2 separate regions of the Thunnus thynnus genome follow, and region 2 is linked to region 1. Evidence: chromatin contacts called from public Hi-C data. All regions are on one chromosome and are shown on one strand. Each heading gives the region's core, a stretch centred on a gene start, on an enhancer-like site or on the middle of the called end of the contact. The rest is flanking DNA. Distances are from core to core; before and after follow the strand shown. Region 1 holds the start of dap1b (death associated protein 1b). Region 2 holds the start of LOC137192621 (WD repeat, SAM and U-box domain-containing protein 1-like).

Region 1 (6,632 bases), core at 3,470-5,969:
ACAGCATGAGCATCACAGAGAATTTAAGGTCGGCACATTGTGTGTACAAGGCTGTCATCAAGTACTTTCTTGTCGAACAAACGAGCAGATATTGTTTGTGGACTTTCTGATACAAACAAAAAGGACCATGACGCACACATAACACACAAGAATAGGGGCAAACACACACACACACACACACACACACACACACACACACACACACACACACACACACACATACACATACATGCTCAACCTGTTGGAGTACAGTTATGGGTACTATATATGCACTCTTTATTTCAGAAAGTTAAGTCTGAAGACGCTTTCATTCTGAGGGACAAAGTTAATATTGGGTTGATTAAAGATTTTGTCCAATGAGGTCTGGAAACAACCAAAATCTCATGAAAATTGTGTGAAATTTAATCTGCGCTGGAGAAAAAGGTGCATGTCCAGCTGAGGTGTCGTAATTTTCCCACTACATCTGTAAGCCAGACATTACATTTGCACTGATGAACAGGATCGACTTTTCCTGATATGTGAATTGAATGAAACAGAAAACTAAATGCACTTTGTTTTCCAATATATTGTCCTTTATTGTATATCATGACCTGTAAAAGTTTTTTTTTTGTTATTTTTTTTTTAAAATAGGTCTTTTTCCCTCAGACACACATTTTGGTATGTCTCAGTAGGAAAAACACAGGTGTAAATACTAAAATTAATAATGGCTGATTTCCATTTAGCTGCTTTGGTTTCAGGGTCCTGGTGTTGTGAATGCTGGCTCGATGTCATGACTTAACAGAGCCATTGTTAGTGTTATTAAGAACACATGTGCTTTTCCTACCATGACAAGTCAAAATGTCAGCCGTGAAAAAGCCCTATTTAAAAGAAATTTGTCTGTAATCTCATGTGGGATCAGCCATTTAAATGGTAAAATGAAAATTTAAAAAAAAAAAAAACAATAATGAATTCGTTCGTGCAGGCTGAAGGATAAAGAACAAGCCAGAACTAGAATCTGATAGCTGCTAAAAAATGATTCTTCACACTATACCTTGTCTTGGAAAATGTGTCCATAAAAAAAGGTAACAAGGGTGGTGTTTAAGCCTCTCAGTGTTTCTTGCCACCCATCAGGGTTTATTCCTCAGCACAAACATGACATGACAGACACAAGAGAGTGAAACGTTTAATATAAGCAGGCTGAGGAATTTTAAGTGGAAACCAGGAAACTGTTTATAATCCAGTTGGCCATCCATCTCTCCTATCTCCCTTCTTCCATCTCATTTACAATTCACCTCAAGCCTGTTTCTCAGAGAATGATTAAAGAATCACTCGCCTGTAAGGTTTTTCAGTTTTCTCACACAGAGGAGTGAGCTGCACCACAGCCATAATGACACAACACAGCCTCTTTTGTATTTTGGTGTTATAAATATATGATGAAGCACCCAGATGTGTTTTGCGCAGGCTCCCTTTTCAGAAAAGGTGTCGACAGGATTACATGATAGTTTCTGAATTGTTCTAAAGAAACAAACTACTGGTTGTTTCATGCATATGGAGACAGTTGGTCCTGCAGAAACACAGAATGGTCACAAGTCAATTTAACCTTGAAATGATGGGACCCTAAACCTGTCCTCACCTTATATTTTAAGTTAATTTAATAGCAGAGTTGGTTGCCTCATCACTCAACTGTTCTACTATCATGAACTGGGGCACCTTTATTAAAAAATATTTTTCTTTTTATAGATGCTTCACTTTGTCTGAGCAATTTGCCCTCAGGCAAAGCTCAGCAGGTTCTGTGGTTTATGTTGACAGACAAGATCTAGCTAGCCTTTATGAGTTCACAAAGAGCTCTACCATTTAACTCTGAGTCAGTGTCTGCACACTGAAAACATCCCAATAAACCTTCAATCCAAAAGTCATACTTAAAAGAGTTTTTTTGGCAACATGGAGGGGTAGTTTTGTTAGAACACAACAATTAACTAACTCCAATCAGTTATCGGTGCTATTTGTGACAGTTATTGAATAGACAGACATTTATAGTGAATTGATGCTTGAAAAATTAATCAAAATTGTTTCATGCAACTTTGATATGTGGAAAACACAAAGATTATCTGACTTTATTTAAGCTTTCAAGTTTGTAAATGGCTATTTGCTGCCACCTAGTGGTCATTGGAGCTTATTGCAAGAGAAAAACAAATCTAGTGATGCCATGCAATATATTTTTTATTAAATCTAATAAGTGCCAAGCAATACATAGTGAGGTTTCACTGAGAAAACAAAAAACACAAGAGTCTCAAGTATCTCACTTTACAACCCCCCTCTAACTCTCACTTTAAACTTACTTCTACCCAAATGCCATGTGTTTTTCATCAGCTGGTTAATACGACTTCAGCATTTATCTCTTAACACAAGGAAAGACACAGTGACGCTGGTTTATAGTATCCTCACAAACAAGCACAGGCAGAAAAAAAGCTAATGTTTCTTCTAAAATGTCACTGACACTTCACAGACAACCTGTCAGCTCTCCCTCACGTGTTTAACACTTCATGTTTGTGTTTCACAGTTGACTTAACACGGATCCCTTCAAACATGTCGTTCAACATTTCCTCGGCTGCTGGATGAAGAAAGAACGGGGCGAGTGGTGCTTCTCCACTGCGGGGAGCACCTTGCTGTGCCTCACACTCACTGGTGTCTCTGGAAAGTCATGGCTCAGCTGTGAAGATTACAGGCAAGAGTTTATTATCCACAAAGCCCTGCGGCCCCGAGAGGCATTGTAATGAATCCGGTTTACTCAGTTGGAACAGACTTTTTCCAAAAGGGGGGATGTTTGTTTACCTTATCAAGCGTTCCTGCCAGAAGTACACCAACTTGTTGCATCCTGCTGGAGGTGGCAAGGGACCTGCTGCTGTGAGATCATAGTTTAATCAAATTTAATAATAGACATGGTCAAAGTGATGCCGGACATTCAAAAAAAAAAAAAAAAAAAAAAAAAAAAAAAAAAAAAAAAAAAAAATCACAGGTTGGAGCATTTATTTCTCTCGCTCGGTGTTCACATGCAGAGAAATTAGTTATAATAACCCTTTAAAGACATGCTTTTACAGGAGATATGTTGACATGTCAGAGCAGAAAAAGCACATTAACTTTAGCTTTTTCCAAATTCCTGACACTAGTGTAGTGCCTGATGGTTCATTGGACACTTGAATGGAACTGAGCCATTGTCAATGTTATCAAATCCACCTGTGCTTTTCCTGCCACAACGAGTCAAAATGTCTGCTGTGGAAAAATGTTTTAGATGTCGTAGACCAGTGGTCACCAACTCTGCATATTTTAGGTATCTCCCCACTCTAACACACCTGATTCTAATTATTTAACTCGTTATCAAGCAGCTGAAGCTTGTCAAGGGCTTGATAACGGGTTAATAATAAGAATCAGGTGTGTTAGACTGAGGAGATACGTAAAACATGCAGTAGCTCTCCAGGAGCAGCCATAGTGACCACTGTTGTAGTCTGTGAGCCTACCTCAGTTTATCAGACCTCTTTGTATCCTTCTCTGGAGTCCCATGGGTGCCAGTCTCTTCCAAGCTTTTTTTAGCCACCCGTTTACCACCAGCCTTTACTGTTGACCCAGAGAATAAAACTGTATTAATTTATGTTACCTGGGGAAAAAAAGAATAAAGTAGTATGTACTTGTATTTATGCAGATTTTAAAAGATTACAACATGCAGAGATCCCAAACACTCTGCAAACCTTCTATGAAATAATCACACTGTAAAAGAATTGCAAATAAAGATGCAACAATTAGACAATTAGTCCTTTAACTGATAAGTCGATTGACAAAATTAATCAACTATTTTGATTATTTTTTGGGGGGTGAGGGAGGGGGAGGGAGATCAGTCTTTGGTTTAAATGCTCACAAGTTATAACCACACTAGGACCATACATAGCCTGTTACGCAGGGTCACAAGAGGACTTTGCTATATTTGAAGGGGTCACAAACCACTAACCTAAAACCTTTTGAACATTACAGCATGAAAAGCCCCCATCAAGAAGCAAAATGCAAAAAAAAAAAAAGTAAAATTAAACATGCAAAAGGAGCATATAACAAAAATTGACAAAGTGAAAATAATTAGACTTTTCATGCATGTCTTTTTAGTGGCGCTGCATCATTAATGAGCAAAAGCAAAGACATAAAAGAGAAAGTAGAGTTATCTATAGCGCTCCGTGATGAAGCATCACGCATGCATTAACTTGTATTCAAGCTTCACTAGTGAGAACACAGTGTGACTTTCACCAGAGGCCTGCTTGAAAAGTTAAAAAAAAAACAAAAACAAAAAACGAGCATATGAGTAAATCTGCAAAAAAACAGATTGATGCGATTATCACAGCAATTAGCAAAACGACGATCTGATTTAGCAGCTTTGTGTCAAACTTTTTAAAAAAAAAAGAGGAGATGATTGAGCGTCACGCTTCGCTCGGCTCTCTATCTGGGTCGAGCAGTGAAAACAACAGCGTCCGACTGAATGTAGTAAAATATAAAATAAAAAAATAAAGCAAGCAACTGCAAACAGTGAGAACAAAAGTTTACCTGCCGGACGGTGACCAGCTTTCAGCAGAGGAGCCTCCATCGCTCCGTGTTTGGACAGTTGTTGCACCATGTTGAAAAGTTTCCAGAGGAGAAAAAGCAAAGAAAGCACCAAACTCTTCTCTACGCCCACTCCGTTGTTTTTATGCTCTAACAGAGATGACGTCCTGTGTGGCAACAGGAAGCCCGCAGCCAGAGAAACGCCTCTATGTGAGTGTTTGACTGATGCTCAGTCAGCATTTTACTAATAAAGTGAAACAGGAAACAGCCAAAGATTGATTATCGACCGCCAATTACCTCCGTGCAGTTATCATCTACGTATATAAGTGTTATCATCTCCTCCAGGACTGAGTCTTACTTTAAATGGCGACCAGATCAATATTAAGTTTTAATTATGATACTTAAATGTTCAGTGTTCATTTTGGCTCAGAGACAGTAACACCTGTGCTTTTTCCAGCTGACTAGTCAAAGTTTCTGCTGTGAAATAGGCATTTTTGACGGTAAAGGGTGTAGTTATTGCATGTTTAGAGAAGTGAAAGTGATGCCACTGACATAAACATGTTATTCATTGGTTTTCATATTCTGCTCACCTGCATGCACTCAGGCCTATTTCATGATATTCCCTCCCTGTGCATGTGCTTCGCAGACATGGTCTTGAACTTGTTTTTAAAAGTTTTCACACAAACTGCAGATGTAAAGGTTTATGTAGACTTGGTAGACAACATTATTGACACAAAAGCACCCTTTTTTAAAAGTTAGCTTCTTCTGTTGATCCCAGACACACACAAAAAATGTTTGTGTCCATCTCCACATGCAGGGTGAAAGTTCAGGGTCAGTTACAGATCATTGTTGTGCTTCAGGGCTCCTCAGACGTGCAGTTTATGAAACACAGGTCAGCTGGTTCAGAGCTGGCCTGCCTCTATTCATGTACCTGAGTAAATACAATATAATGAAACATTTTTTCCCCCCACAGGAGGAGAATAAATGCAAGAAAAAAAACTGTTTACAAGAAGTTTGTGCGCATATAAGATGAAGAAGAGAAAAAGAGATGTGAAAAGATGCAATTACACAGTTTAAAAAACAAAACTGACCTTTTATTAGAGCATGGTTGTGTTATGATGCCATCTTTTTTTTCCCACATAATTTCTTCATATTTATATATCTATAGAGTTTTAACATGGCACAAGTTTCTTTTTTAACCAGTGCGGATGAGTGTAAACCAGGTAACATGTTTTTTTTTTTCTATATTTACAATAAAATGAAAGAAATGTACAAGACTCCATGGCATTACACAGCTTCAACATTAAGTACAGATACAATTTGATCCCTCTGTACAATCTAACATCATTAGTTTACTAGTATTTTTTATTTGTTTGTTTGTTTGTTTTTTTTTCTCTTGTTTTACAGATATGAGTTCATGATCCATTTTGGCTTCAGCACATACACATTTCCCCATCTTGACTCTTTATCGCGGACCTTCGCTCACATGACTCACACCTTCACCATGCTATCACAGCTAAGAGTTTCGTAAAGAAAATAAAACTAACATCTAGACAGAGCAGGACGCACGTCTCTCTCACGATAATGTCTGGTTTCGTCTCTCTCAGCAGAACCCCCCCCCTCCCTTCCCTCCCCCTACCCCTACCCATCCCCCCTCCCCCAAGCATGATTTCCATCTTCCTTTTACTGAATAAAAAATAATTTAAAAAAAACATTCCTTGATTTCCTTCTTTGGCACACATTCCATCCTTCCATCTGCTATCGCTCAAGTTGAACTCCCCTCCGTACAAACACATCCACTTTTAAACAAACACACTTATAAAGCCAAGTTCATGAAAACGTTTGTCGGTTCTTGTGTGTTCCCTGGTTCTTCGCTTCTGCTGCGGGGTGAAGACAACATCCCCCCACCCCGCTTACCCCCCTCGTTCAAAGCCCTGGAATGAGAGTCAGGGATGAAAAGAAGGTTGTTAACTGAAACACAGGAGCATTTCCAGACCTATACCCAGGAGTCAGGAGAGCCGGGGTACTGCTCTGCCCTGTAAGAAGGCCTCCGTGTGCTAGCGTAAAAGTCCACG
Region 2 (7,518 bases), core at 4,489-6,988, 140 kb before region 1:
ACTGTAGATCTGAGAGGCCTCACCTCCTGTAATTATCAAATGATAACATAGCTGTATCGCATACCCATTTATAAATATGGCAGGTTTTGTGTGACTCTACACCAGTCTTCTCTGTGCTCTGTCATTCAGGAGAGTGGTCAATCTCCCCGGAGTAGGAAGCAACAGAGCCGAACAGCTGGAGGAGGGAAGAAAGGCAGTGAGGTAAAACAAAATAGTAAGCCATCTGTGGCAGGAGAGCTCATCAAAGAAGAGGCTGCCAGCAGCAGCAGTGGTGTGCCAAGGAAAGGTACCAAGGAGTTCAGAAAGAGGAAAGGAGACGACAGCCCATCCAGCACCCAGGCCAAGCATGATAGCCCTGTCTCCTGTGCAAAAAAAGCCAAAACAGCCAAAGACAACAGTGTAAATGAGCTGGCGATGTGCCGGTAGGTATGACCGCATACTACAAACGAGATGCACAGGACCTAGCAGCATTTACCTTAGTTCATCTCAGTGTTAAAAGAATGTTGTTATTCTCCTGAGGTATACAGCATGAGGTTTTAGATGAGTTCCTCTGCTGTACAGTAGACTCATCAATGTGCAGTCACGAATCATTTTAATCAATCTTTATTTACATGGTGTATTTTATACAGTGGCTGTAGCCCATGTGCTGCACATGACCGAAAGATAATGCGACAAAGACAAAAACTAACAAACAGAGGTGAGCAAAGGCACAAAAGAGCAAAACAACAAATAAAATAATGAATCAACAATAGATAAATAAAACACCAAATGACAAGGCACCTTAAGTAAAAGCCAGGCTAAAAAGATGTGTCTTAAGGTTTCTTTTAAAAATGTCCACAGAGGTGGAGTCCCACATATCCTCAGGCAGATTGTTCTAGAGACTAGGGCCACAGTGGCTCCCCATGTGTTTTTGTTGAAATCCTTGGAACAACTAGGAGGCCAGCTGCAGAGGATCTGAAGGATCTGCTAAGTACATATCTAAAAAGCATGTCTGAGCAATAGGCTGCTTCCAGGACATTCAGTGATTTAAAAACTAGTAAGAAATGCAAAGACTTTTAAAAAGTTGTTATATGTGCCCTCTGTCTGGTCTTATTCAGCACTTGGGCTGCTGCACTCTGAAGTTGTCAACAGCATTTTAAGGTAGACCAAACAAGAGAACATTGCAATAGTCAAACCTAGAGGTTATAAAAGCATGCATTATTTTTTCTGTGTCAGCCTGAGAGAGAAATGGTCCAACCTTAACAATGTTATTAAGATAATAAAAGAACACTTTCATGACATTTCTAATGTGGGCTTCAAAAACTGAGGTCAAAATCAAAGATACCCCAAGGTTTTTGACCTGGTCCTTGGTATGAAGGGCTAGTGACTGACAGACAGTAGCTCTCTCTGAGCTTTTGCCCCAAATATTATGATCTCTGTCTTGTCTTAATTCAGGTGTAGGAAGATGTATGACGTCCATACATTTATTTCATATATACTGTACATTGCACTAACCTATCAATGGGACTAAGATCATCTGGAGACACAGATAGTATAGTTGGGTGTCATCTGCGTAGCTATGAGACTCAATTTTATGCTTTCTGATGACATCGCCAACGGGTAGCATATAGAAGCTGAAGAGGACTGGACCTAGACTGTAGAAAAAATAATGGACATAGCCACAACGTGACCCTAGCACTAGCTTCTAGCTAGGTTAGTGAGGTGCATTTACAGTCTTTGGTTAACTGTGATAATGCTAATGCTCATTTTTGCTAGCAAAAAACAGGGTTAAAACCATCAAAACAAATGTACTTACTGGAAAAAAATGAACATCTGACTCCTTAGAGCATCTTTTAGTGCAACCAAACACTGAACAAGATGAACTTTCACGAACTGAAAACACATTGAAATAGCGACGGCTACGCCTATACTCTGTGAATCTGGGGTTATGCCATGGTTACGTTACCTAACCAGCGTTGTCACCATGGTAGCAACTTGCCTGTGATGGCACCCACCTGTCACTCAAAGCAGCCACGATCTCATTATGCATAAGCCTTAATAAAATTTAAACGGGTGAGTTATATAAAAATTCATCCCCTGTACAGTTGTCATGAAAGGGGAAATTAGCTATAGAGACCAAAACCGTTTTTTGTATGAGGCTGTAAACAAGTTTATTTCTTCTGTAAAGTTAGGTATTTTAACATGGGAGTCCATGGTGATTGATTTGCTTTTGGAGCCAGCCTCAAGTGGCCATTTGAGGAACTCCAGTTTTTGGCAATTCCTCGTTGGCTTCATTTTTCAGCCCCAGAAGTTGCTGCTTGGACTGGACCTAAAATAGAACCATGCTGGACGCCACACGTTATGTCTGTTTTCTCTGAGGAGTAGTCACCCAGGGAAACAAAAAACTCCCAGCCAGTTGAATATGATCTAAACCAACTTAGAACCATTCATGAGACCAAGTCTCACCAAGTTTTCAAGTCTGTGCAGTAGGATTTCATGGTCAACGGTATCAAGGGCCACATTAAGATCTAGGAGAACCAGGACTGAAAGCTTATTTGAATCTGTGTTCATTATATCGTTCAACACTTAAACCATTGCAGCCTCTGTGCTGTGATGGGCTCTGAGATGCGACTGAAAAGTCTGAAAGATATTGTCATTTTTAATGAAAGTATTTATCTGTTAAAGTACAACTCTGTCTAAAATCTTACCTAAGAAAGGAAGGTTTGATATGGGTCGGTAGATACTAAGAACTGAAGAATCTATATTAAAATCAATCAATCTATATTATTAAATGCATCAGGGAAGGTGTCTGTGAACAAAGAGTAGTTTTACTATAGTTAATAATTCCTCAGACAGGCAGTTAAAAACAGTTTTGAAAAACGGGGTAAGTATGGGGTCAAGACAGCACATAAAGGGTTTTTACCTCAGAGACCACCTTTCTAATCAGCTCTGCAAAGTATATTGTCAGTGCTTAGTGCTTTCTAAAACATTATCCGACCTTGTCTGATTAATATTCATTCTAATTGTTGTCATCTCTGAAGTAGGCTGAAAATTCGCTTCACTTAGTATTTGAGAGAAAATCACTGGTGCATGTAGAAGTGGGATTTATCAGGCTGTCAGTGGTTGTAAAAAGGATTGTTTTGGTTCTTATTCATGAGTTCAGAGAAGTGAGCGTGTCTGGCATTTCTCAGCACCTTATTATATTCTGAAAGGTGACCACGGAGTTTATTTTTCCTCCATCTGTGCTTGGTTTAGTTTTTTTTACTGTGTCATTTCATGTTATACTGAATCCTGGATGTTGAACTGGTGAAGGTACCTTGAAATGAAGTGAAATTATATTTTTTGCAGTGCAAAGTGCTAACCTTTTGTTTGCCGCTTATTCTCTCCAGAGTGCTGCTGGCTGAGCTGGAGGCTCATCAGGACGCCTGGCCTTTCCTCACACCGGTCAACCTCAAAGCTGTCCCGGGATACAGGAAGGTCATCAAGAGGCCCATGGACTTCTCCACCATCAGGGAAAAGCTCACCAACAACCAGTATGTGTTTTTTCAGTTTAGTGTTGGCATGTAAAAACATTCTTTTAACGTGTGTATATATTTTATGCTATTTCATTATTTTAGTTGTTTTAATTTGGATGATGCACATAAATCAAAATTAAAACCATTTCTAATTATTACAGGTACTTAAATTTGGAGACTTTCATCATCGACGTGAACCTGGTTTTTGATAACTGTGAAAAATTTAATGAAGACGATTCCGCGATTGGACGAGCCGGCCACAACATGAGGAGATTCTTTGACAAACGATGGACTGAACTGCTGAAGTAAACATTTCAAGTGAGGACTTTCCACGCTGTCTACATATCAAACTCTTCACCTGTGACACTAACATACATGGTTATAACAACACTATTGTGCAATGTGAAAGTACAAAGTTCTCCTACTGGACCTGGTGGGAGAAAACACTTCATGGATGAATAATATGAAAGTGCAATACCCCGTTTTCTTGATCAAAACGCACTGACTCTTGTACTTGATATTGTATTGGTCAATTACCTTTTTTTTTATCATCAGTACTATAACTTGCTGTATTTATTTTGTCAAGTATTTATGTTATGATTCAGTCTTTTCTAAGGAAAAAGTGAGAAAAACGGCACTCAGCTTTAAAAAAAATATCTAAAGATTGTTTTATCAACCATTAAACAAGCCAATCAAAAAAAAATGTTTACAGCTTTGTGACTCGAGGGTGCCAGCAGTACTAACTGTTCATCTGCATTTGTGATTTAAACTGTGTAAAATACAAAGTGGTATCGCTGACACATGTACAGTGTTCATTTATGTCACTAGTCTTATTTCTAACATGTAAAGTTTGTACATACAGTACAGACTTGGTGAAAATATTAATGCATAAGGATGATTGTAGCACTTCATACGTTGCCTGTGCTGAATATCCTCTTGAAACACTGTGGTCTCCTCAGTATTACAGTGCCTGACCTCTGACCTCTAAACAATGGATGTTTTTTGTTTTTTTTTTTACTTATTTTCAGTGTGTGTACTGTATGTGTGTCCTGCACAATGTACTGTAGGAAACGGTTACATAAGAGGTTAAACTTTTCCTCTGGACAGAATTGATGTGGTGCACAGTGTGTTTCATATCCAAGCGTCTCCTTCAGCCAGATCCTCGTCAGACATCCTGTGGACAGATATGAAACCTGCGCCAGGCTTTAATCCAGCTGTGAGTCTGTGTTACGGTCCACTGGAGACATCTCAAGACAGCTTGAAGTAACTGTATTTTATTATCAATATTGTGAAATGAGTAGTGACTTTTGTAGGAACTTTATTTTTAAATAGTGGGTGTGTGACACGGATAAAATAAATCTGTTTTTCAAAATAGCCTCGTTAAGCCCTCACTATCTCCCCCTTTTTAAATGTATTATTATTATTCATTTATATCGTAGATCATCTATAAATTGCAACTTCTAATCATGGATTTCATTTGTAACATCTCCATTTGGATGATATTGGTTTAATACTAAAGTAAAATGGTCTGAATTTTTTTATTCAGTGCCAGTGATGGAACGTAACATTTACTCAAGTACTGTACATAAGTACAGGTTTTATGTACTTGTAGTTAACTTGAGTATTCAATTTCTACTGCACTGCAGAGGGAAATGTACTTTTTTACTCCTCTGCATGTACTTGAAAGCTGTAGTTTGCAGAATTTTTGATTTTACAGACAAAACGTGATCAACAAACTAAATATGATGCATCGTTACAGATAAAACTACCCAACAATATATAAGGTTGTTAAAATCAGCTCCAACAACATTAAAGTGCTGATTAGACATTAATGCATCAATAATTATACTCTAATAAGAGCCAGTCTGGATTATGAGTACTTTGACTTTTGATACTTCCAAGTACATTTTGTTGATTGTACTTTAAATACTTTGTACTTTTACTAAATTAATGTTATTGTTTACATTGTGGTATTATTAGTTTTACATAAGTAAACGGTGCTTATTTCACTGCTCACTTGCAGAAGCAATAATAGTAAAATAATTGGATCAGTTTTTCAGTAGAGAGAATTTAAAACTGCAAACAGACACAAAAATTAGAAAATTCGACTCTGACCATTGAGTAACTCACAGCAACTCAGCGTCACATGACTGATAACAGTTATGCAAGATAAACAGACTTTATAATGCTGTGTTGGAAGAGGAAGTACTTGAGGACAAACCCTTGACGACGCACAGCGAGCAGGTTTGTGTGTTTTTTTTTTGACGGACAGACAGCTGTCAGCTGTTTGTCACTCGCCTCAATTTCTCAACTCTCTCATCTCACAGGCGGATGTTTGAGCATTTTGCGCCACCTTGTGTGTGAACTCCTCCCTTCTGCTGAGCCAACATACATCTCTGTCACAAAATGGTGTCACTAATTTGCAGTCTTCGACACCACACAGACGAGGTGAGCTGCTGCGCTTTCTCTCCGTCTCTGCTGGCGACGGGCTCCGGCGACAAAACCCTCCGTATTTATAACACAGCGGATTTCTCGGAGCTTCCTTTCTCTCCTCTCTCGGGCCATGACTACGGGGTTCACTGCTGCTGCTTTAGCTCTTGTGGCAGCCACCTGCTCAGTTGCTCCACAGACGGATCCACCATCGTGTGGAGCTCGGAGACAGGTGAGGTGTCGGCGGTGCTGCAGCATCCGGGCCGCAGTCCGCTCCGAGTGTGCGCACTGGCGCCCGACTCCTCCCTGCTGCTGGCCGGGGCCTCTGATGGCACCGTGGCCCTCTGGGACCTCCCCTCCAAGACATTACGCAGGTACAGTGTGACCCAGTGCACGTCATATATAAAACTGGGATATACTGCATCAAGTAAGACCAATAAAGAACTGGTTTCTAGCCTTTGATTTACATTTAAAGCACATGAAACTTTGTTCAAATCAAATATTTCTGTATAAATATTCATCAGCCAACTACAAAGTTAAATTTGGGGAAAGCATCCTTGAAAAGCCCAAATTCTCTGATTCCAGCTTCTCAAATGTGAACATTTTCTGGTTTCTATGACAGTAAAGTGAATATCTTTTGGTTGTGGATTGTTGGTTGAGACAAAACAAGACGTTTTAGGACACATTGGCCTTTGGGAAAAAGTGATCAACATTTGTCACAGTTTTCTGACATTTTATAGACCAAACAACTAATTACTCGATAATGAAAATAATCATTAGTTGGAGCCCTTGATCCGATTGATTGACAAATAGAGACGTCTCCCTGGCAACACAAGCAAAACAACCCAACAAGTAGTGCTAAAACAATCCAATCTTTTATCAAGAAAAAATTTAAATATTTGCTGCTTCAGACTTCTCTAATGTGAGAATTTACATCTTTTCTGTGTTAAGTTCATCATTAATTCAATTGGCCTATATGAGCTTGTGACGTTCTTTGTCACTATGACGTTTTATCATCAGCAGAAAATGTCATCAGTTTGCAGTCCTGCTTTTATTGCAAAATGCTGATTGGTGCATAGATATATGTGACATCACATCTTTCCAACAGTCACACCCACTTTAGACAAACAGCGAGAACAACACAATAATGAAATTTCTCAAAATAAAAAAAACTAAAATTCTTCCAAATTTGGCTGAAAATAGTGTGTTTATGTAAGACTGACTGTGAAAATAGAGTTGTAAACAGGGCCTTTAAACAAGTTCAACTCAAAAGAGAAGAGTTGGGGCCAAATGAAATAATAATACTTCAGGTTACAGTTGACACATGAGATTAATGGAGATCAGTGAGCTCCATCAGCTAGACCAGTTCTTTTACTGGAGCAACAGAATCAGTAATGAAATAAGTTGACACCACCGTCTTCATATTGTGGATGATGTCGTTTTAAATCTAAATGTTTTCCCTCACAGATGCAGTGCAGTGAGCGAGGCCAGCGTGGTGGCTTGCTGCTTCTCTCCGTGCAGCCAGATGTTTGTGACCGGCTGCACCAACGGTGACCTCAGACTCTGGGACGTGGACATCAGCCTCCTGCATGCT

What was found. A called contact is a pair of places that touch in the nucleus more often than the background predicts.
Region 2: a contact with region 1 is called in a Hi-C map of muscle, with 6 times the contacts expected there. The contact joins the promoter of LOC137192621 here to the promoter of dap1b in region 1. A contact is called at or near these places in 2 of 3 Hi-C or Micro-C datasets (heart and muscle).

The regions. Positions count from the first base shown.
Region 1 is chr11:17,402,533-17,409,164 of fThuThy2.1, reverse strand. It overlaps dap1b (death associated protein 1b), which reads right to left and starts at 4,719. Exons shown (of 4, transcript XM_067603451.1): 1 at 4,561-4,719; 2 at 3,495-3,591; 3 at 2,812-2,878; 4 at 2,354-2,689. The coding sequence starts at 4,630. The coding sequence ends at 2,573. LOC137192614 (plakophilin-4-like) reads right to left here. Exons shown (of 22, transcript XM_067603442.1): 22 at 6,215-6,632. The coding sequence ends at 6,554.
Region 2 is chr11:17,537,955-17,545,472 of fThuThy2.1, reverse strand. It overlaps LOC137192621 (WD repeat, SAM and U-box domain-containing protein 1-like), which reads left to right and starts at 5,738. Exons shown (of 11, transcript XM_067603466.1): 1 at 5,738-6,298; 2 at 7,392-7,518. The coding sequence starts at 5,901. It overlaps LOC137192619 (bromodomain adjacent to zinc finger domain protein 2B-like), which reads left to right. Exons shown (of 38, transcript XM_067603457.1): 36 at 130-422; 37 at 3,369-3,512; 38 at 3,656-4,868. The coding sequence ends at 3,803.